2 separate regions of the Gossypium hirsutum genome follow, and region 1 is linked to region 2. The links are chromatin contacts, called in public Hi-C maps. All regions are on one chromosome and are shown on one strand. The core of a region is the stretch at or near the end of the contact, and the rest is flanking DNA. Distances in the headings are between cores, read along the strand shown. Region 1 holds the start of LOC107949842 (homeobox-leucine zipper protein HAT5). Region 2 holds the start of LOC107950098 (dnaJ homolog subfamily B member 4).

Evidence for each region. Hi-C and Micro-C count contacts between places; a contact is called where the count stands out from the background.
Region 1: a Hi-C map of leaf shows a contact between it and region 2, with 2.1 times the contacts expected there. The contact joins the promoter of LOC107949842 here to the promoter of LOC107950098 in region 2. A contact is called at or near these places in 2 of 34 Hi-C or Micro-C datasets (both in leaf).

What each region holds. Positions count from the first base shown.
Region 1 is chrD03:37,535,956-37,539,664 of Gossypium_hirsutum_v2.1, forward strand. It overlaps LOC107949842 (homeobox-leucine zipper protein HAT5), which reads right to left and starts at 2,231. Exons shown (of 3, transcript XM_016884619.2): 1 at 1,615-2,231; 2 at 1,125-1,522; 3 at 538-1,043. The coding sequence starts at 1,750. The coding sequence ends at 702.
Region 2 is chrD03:37,403,755-37,407,656 of Gossypium_hirsutum_v2.1, forward strand. It overlaps LOC107950098 (dnaJ homolog subfamily B member 4), which reads left to right and starts at 1,956. Exons shown (of 2, transcript XM_041090055.1): 1 at 1,956-2,717. The coding sequence starts at 2,098.

The DNA of each region.
Region 1 (3,709 bases), core at 981-3,480, 130 kb after region 2:
ATTTTGAGAGGGAAAAAAGGCGGTGAAGATTTGGGTATTTAATACCTTTGATTGAGTTACAATTTTACTCAACTATTGATTTTTTTTAGAGATCTAGTCCCTTTAGTTTTTCTCTGGATTTTCTTTTTTAACCAACACACCTCCATTATATTTTGGTTTCTTTTCAAGAAAATATTTATTTATTGAGAAGAATATGACTTTCATTAAGAGGATTGCTCCAACAAGCTCTAAGAACTCTTATGATGATTCTTAATCTTCATCACCCTCTTCTAACGAAAAATTAGAATTAAAATGAAAAATTTTGTAAAAATTAAGGGATAAATTTGTTGATTTTTTTAGATTTAAGATCTAATTAATAGAATATGTAAATATTGGAAGATGAAATTTGTTATTAAATTTCTCGTTATATGTACTTTTTCAACAATAGTGAAGTAGTACAATTGATACAAATTATGTAAATCAAAGGCAAAGATCTTGATCATGCATCAAGATTGTATTCTCTCCCTTAAATCATAAAAAAAGTGCAACTTAAAAAGATTATCCAACAACTCTTCTCATAAAAAAAGACGTTATTTAATTACATTCCTTGCATGGAAGTAAAGCAAACCATTGAGGGTGCCATTGATTGATCTCTCAATTTATATATATACATATACATATACACACATATACACATATGGATTGCATTGTAGATATATAACTTAATAAGTCCAAGACCAGAAAGGATGATCTTCAACAGGGAAACCAAAATTAGACAAACTTGCAGGAGGATGTAAGCTATCTTCTTCATCTTGTGATAAATCAGACTGGTCTGGTTCGAAAGGGTAAGATGAATCAGCAGCCTCCAACAGTGAAGAATGAAACTCATCACTGTAATATTGTGGGATATTGTCGGAGTCAATATCTTCTTGTTTACAGGCTGCCATTGAAACAACAATTGGCTTTTGTGATGGTTCTTGTAATAATAATGGCTTCACATCAGAAAATTCTGAGTTCCTTCGCTCATTTTCTTTCGTTTGCAACTTATCTGTGAGTTGAAGAACCTATAAAAACAACCACAAATATAAGATAGTAACATGAAAATAATCAAGATTTAAGTTCGTGTAAAGCTGCTTGTTAATTACCTCTTCTTTTAGTTTATCTTTTTCCTTGAGGAGATCATCATAGTCAGCCTTGAGGCTATTATACATGGCTAGCAAAGTGTCATAGTCTTTCTCCAGCTGCTTTGTTTTCCACCGTGCACGGCGGTTCTGAAACCATATGGCAACTTGCCTGGGTTGTAACCCAAGGTCTTTAGCCAGTTGAATTTTCCTTTCAGGTTCGAGCTTGTTGTCGACCTCGAAACTCTTCTCTAGAAACTGGATTTGGTCAACAGTTAGCCGTCTTTTCTTCTCAGGTTGATGAAAACACTCTTCTAAATACTCATCATATCCATTCTCTTGTTCATCAAACATCTTGAAAATTGATCTTTTGGGCCTGTTTGTTTTAAGGGAATCTTCAAAGCTTACCATCGATCTTGTCCCTGAAAATTGCCAATCAATTGAAGTTGCAAAATTTATGAAAAAGTAAGGATATTTAGATAAACCCAAAGTGAGAACAAGATAGTAAAAATACCAAGAAAAGAAGGAGAAGGAGAAGAGCCTGGAATGAAAAGGGGATGAAGCCTTTGATTTTGAAGCAAAACAGAGAGATTGTTAGGAACGCCATCAGTGGTATCATTATTACTAGGATAGACCCTCCCACCCGCCATGAGAATTTGAGGCTAAAAGGGATCAAACGTTGTTGTTGTTGGTTGGTTTTTAGGGAATCATCTTAATCCTCAAAACCATTATACAATCTAAAAACAAAAGAAAAATGGCCACCATGGTATTTGGGGTTTCTCAAGGCTTGTGGCGAAAGAAGCTGGTGATGATGATTTGTGCGAAATGAGAAGTGTTGGAACAACGGCAGCTCATGCCCATCACTCATGAGAAGAAGCTAAAATTTTGTTGAGATTTGGCAGTGGGGAAAGTGAAGGAAAGCTGGGAGAGACAAAGGAAAAGGGAAGTGGCAAATTGAAAATAAAAAAGAGAAGGGGACTCTTTATCTTGGAGTTGTTGAGCTTTGATGGGGTAATAATAAGGTCCAGCTTATGGGGGGTTTCGTATTTTGGGGATTGGTGTGCTTGTAGTTACTTTGATGCCCCCCTTGCTTTTACTTTTGTTTATGAACTCTTTTTAAGGGGTTCTTTTCTCCTTTAATTTTCTTTATGCCTTTATTTTTCTTTATAGATTTTCGGGTGTTTTATAGAGAGGTTGATTTCGGTTAAATCGAAAGTAAAGTTTAGTCAAACTCTTAAATGAAAGGTAAAATTTTTACGCACTTGACCTAAACGATAATCAGATTATAGCATATTCACTATATATGTAACAAGTTTATCAAAAATTAATATAAAAATAAAATATAGTTTTGATTAAAAGAGTAAAATTGAGATAGTTAAAAATATAACATTTTAAATTAATATCATGATGCTATGCTTTTTATTTTTCTTTTAAGTTTATTAAAATATAAAAACACCCTTAAAATAATATAAATTAATATTCTTGAAAAGCATATCCTTTTCAAAAATAAATTTCCACTAATACCATAATATCATCATAAAATATAATAATTAAAACAATGGGGTATTGAGATAGTTGAGGGCTTAGGAAAGAGGCACAAAGCCAACATTAAACTCAAAATAATATCTTTTAAGAGAGATAGTAAATGAAATCATGCATTTGGTCATGGTTGAGAGGAAGACGAAAATAAGATGGCCGTCGTTCAAAGGTTGGAATGGGAATAACTCAATCCTTCTCTTTTCATCCAAAAACAAATGGTTAACACTAAAGTCAGTTGAATATTTAAAATAAAGAATGAGAGGGATAAGGCAAAGGGAGAGGTGTGGGGGAAGAAGACAAGAGAAAAGAAGGGTGTAAAAAGAAAATCAAATAAGTCGGTTTCAGGAGAGGAGTGGATGAGGTCGAAATTTAAGGGGCATACACGAATGGTTTGGTTCACTCAGCCTGGCCCTTCATGTTCCCTGCACTACCCCACCACCCACTCTTGCCTCTTGCTCTCTGCCCCCATCTTTCCTCCCTTTCAACGTTTCCTTTTGGTTCTCGTGATTCCCCTCTATCAACCACATCACTCAATTCCAGTATCTTTGTTAAGAAAGTTTTTATATTAAGAGTTAGATTATATTTCGCCTCTTTTACTAAAAAATAATATAATTAATTTTATATGTTACATCAAAGAGTAAACTGATCTTTCGATTATAATTTCATCCAATTTTACTTTTAAAAACTGGTCTTTATACATTAGCGCATGATGTATACATGACACAACAAGTGTAATTATTTAATTATTCTGTCAGCTACGTCAATTTTTATAAAAAAAAAAGTAAAATTTTTAATTGCTATTTGATCAAATATACAAGAATTAGTTCATCTATTTTTATCATTAAACAAGACAAAATTTAATATAACCACTTTTATAATTTTATTTGGTATAACCCCATTTCAGATTGGATCTCATCACTAGTCTAATGATTACAGCATTCATTCTATCATTTATATTCGAGTCAAGAGGCATTTATATATTTTTACTTTTTGAAAATATTAAAATCAATAAACTGGTGCTATTTACATATTTTTACTTTTTGAAAATTTACACTAAACCACTGTAATTT
Region 2 (3,902 bases), core at 706-3,205:
GGCACCGAAGTGCAATCAGAGGCAGCGAAGTACAATCAAAGGCATCGAAGTGCAATCAGAGGCGTCGAAGTACAATCAAAGGCACCAAAGTGCAATCAGAGAGTACATAAATGCTAAATAGAGAGCACAAAAGTGCAAATTAGAGAGCCTAGAAGTGATAATTAGAAAGCATAAAAGTGCTAAATAGAGAGCACTGAAGTGCTAATCAGAGATCCAATTTCATTATAAATTCGATTCTCTTTATATCGATCTCAATATCATTAATTCATCAATTAAGATATCATTTCATACATAGCACAGCATGATTCGTCTCAATTCCAAGCCAATTTCACCAAGTTACATTATTTTCAATTTAGTCATCTATATCTTTAATAAATCAAATTCATACCAATACGATTCAATCAATCATAATCAACTATCAATTCAATAAATATCTTAAATTTAAATTCATCATATTCAATTTATCATTTCTTTACAATTTAGTCCATATCTCACATTTTGTACCAAATTGAAACAGTTTAAAATTACTATCTAACATACAAAAATTCATAATTAAATTATATAAAAATTTAAATACAATCATACCATATGGACTTACATGGAAAAAACAACAACGGATAAGCTTTCAGGGACTAATATACAATCTTCCCTTTTTCGTGATTATCCTCCGATTAGTTTAAATCTCGATCTATATCATAATTCAGTTAAATTATCAGTTCCAAACATCAATTAACAACCTACTATAATCATGTATCATTTCAATTTCATCTATCAGATATTCCTTCAAGTTTTGCATTTTATTTAATTTAGTCTCTAAAACCGGAACAATTATAACTTTCACATTTAAGTTTTGTTTTTCAATCTGATTTCAATTTCATCATTTTATAACCCTAAATTATCTATAATTACAAAAATTTCATGTAAATTTTGAAATAGTTATACTTTAGTCACTAAGTTCAAAACTATCAATTTTCACTTTACAATTTAGTTCTTTTTCATATCTAAGCATCAAATCTAACCAAATAATATCAATTTCATCGAGCATTCTTCAATGGTAACACTTTGAAACTTTAACAGTTTTGAAAAATAACACTCGGGTTAGCTAAATCGAGCTTCAACGATCCCAAAACATAAAATTTAAGAAAAATGGGCTTAGTTTGACTTATCATGCAAGAGGATCAAACAAGTTTGAAGTAAAACAATGGTTTCTCAAAGTTTTCTTTTGTGTTTTTGGTTGAAGATGAAAGAAATAAAATGGATGATAACTTTTCTTTTCATATTTTATGTATATCATATTATTATTAAAGTTTTACTATTTTAATAAAGGAAATCAATCCAACCATCCACTACCATTAAAAAGTAGTTAATTTCCACTTTAAACCTTGGTTAATTTACCATATAAGCCTTTTAACTAATAAAAATCTATAGTGATTAACTTTTACCACCTTTATGGTTTAGTCCTTGTACCATAATTAGTCACTAATTCGGCAATATTACTTATCTAAAATTCGATTCACCTATATAACAAATCTGTACACATTTAATAAAAACACTTATGGGCTCGTTTTACTAAAAAGAGTAATATATAATTTTTTAAAAATTTGTAAAATTTATGTTTTAATTTTTTTGAACAATTTCTGATTATATTTGTTTTTTTGACACAATGTCTAAACTACTCATAGCTCCTCCCAACCCATACACATCGACACACTAGAATTCACATCCACCTATTAACAACAATATAAATATTAATCAAAGTTAAAAAACTCAATCCACTAATAGTTTTTTTTTTTAAATTTCAATTAAGAATCGGTTTCAACTTTTGCATCCAAATATATCAATTGGTTGCCATATCTTAGAAACGTAGTTAGCAGCACGTTATTCGTATAGGCCCCACACCTTTTTGAAGATATCATCTTATATTATTATATATATTACGAAAAGATTCAATTTTTTCTTTTTTCTTTTTTAACCGTCAGATCTTCTTTTCCCGTCACAGCCTTCCCTTCCATAATTCAGTTTCACATTCTCCGTTTCTTCCTCAATATTTTCTTTCTAGCCAAACAAACAGAAGAAAGAAAAAAAAAACACAGAATCATGGGCGTCGATTATTACAATATTCTGAAAGTGAATCGTCACGCCAACGAAGAGGATCTCAAAAAGGCTTACAAGAGGCTGGCCATGATTTGGCACCCCGACAAGAACCCTTCCTACAAAAGACCCGAAGCCGAAGCCAAATTCAAGCTTCTCTCCGAAGCTTACGATGTTCTATCAGATCCGATGAAACGACAGATCTACGATCTTTACGGCGAGGAGGCTCTCAAATCCGGACAATTCCCGCCTCCTAACCAATCTCACGCTTCCACGTCGGCGTCGTATCCCCGCGGAGCTGGCCATTACTATAATAATAGTAATAATAATCAGAGGCAGCAGCAACCGAATACGGGTCCTTTCAGGTTTAAGCCGAGGGACGCGGATGATATATACGAGGAGCTGTTTGGGGCGGAGGCCAATGGTGGAAGAGGAAATAGAGGGTTTAGAGAAGGGAATTTTAGGAATAGTAATGGTTACGGGACTAGTAGCACTACTAGTAATGGAGAATTGAGGAAAGCCGCTGCCGTGGAAAATGTGTTGCATTGTAGCTTGGAAGAGCTTTATAAAGGTGCCAAGAAGAAAATGAGGATTGCGAGGAATGTTTTTGACCCTTCCGTCTCAGGGTAAGCTAAGCTTCTTCTTCTTCTTCTTTTTTTTTTTCTTTTTTTTAAAATTTATAAGTCTTTTAACTTTAATGATGGATAAATTGATATTTGTCTTTTGATATTATTATTTTTTTATTGGGATTTATGTCATTGAAAAGACGAGAACTTTGTTTGTCTGATAGTGAAATGTTTGTTGGAGTACAAGAACCCTTTTGTTGCTTGATGGCAGGCAATGCTATATTTTTAATTGCTTCTTATAAAGATGCAAATGATATATTTTTACTAGAGTTGAGTTTGAGCTACATTCTATTTGGCATCCAATGCTAGTGGTGTGAGTAATTAAGATACTTTTCCTCCAACTAGTAGTTCGCAATTTGAAGAGGATGGATTGTTCTACATGATTGTTTTTTCTTTGGATTAAATTTCTTGTTCTATTTGGTTTTATTTATGGTCAGAAAGTATTTCGAGTTGTTTGCTATGAATTCCGGTCAACTGAAGCACTTTCGCATTTACTTAAATCAATGTTGTGGGAGTCATTGCCTTGCATGGTTGACTCGAGGAAGGAAAGGTCATCTTCTGTTTTCTTGATGATCATAAGAAGTACCAAACCATAATTTTGTGGAATGTGAGATTAGCAATAGGCAAGCAGAGACTGTTGACTCCGTTAGCATTCCCTAGTCAGGTATTTCAGGTTGGTTAGAGATCATATGTTCAAACATTGCTACCCTCCTACTGTACAGAATAAGTGAATTCCTGTTAAGGGTGATCAATTATTTGAACATCACAGCTTTGAAGATGCTTTGTGAGGGAATCTAGTGATTTTGAGTCACCTAAATCTCCTCAATAATCTTACTTAAAATTTCTGTAAGGTACTTTTCTCTTCTAGACTGTAAGATGCATTAGTAAGGACATTTTGTTCTCTGAAGTAAAGATTCTGGGAGTTGAATAATTCTGTTTCATTTTTTGGCAGGAGAATATTCTGGGATAAGAATTGGTTTATACACCCCGTATCATTCCATCTTTAAAGGCATCACCCCCAGTGGGGAATTCTGTTTATGGATCTTGCTAACATGTCATATTGTTCTTCTGGGTTGGCATAAATAATGGTTTCTGTCTTGGATTTTGTAGTTGGTTTGAAGTGGGATCCTTTTATTTGTTTTGGATGTATGGTTAAGTTTTAAAACAGGATTACCCAAGTCAAAG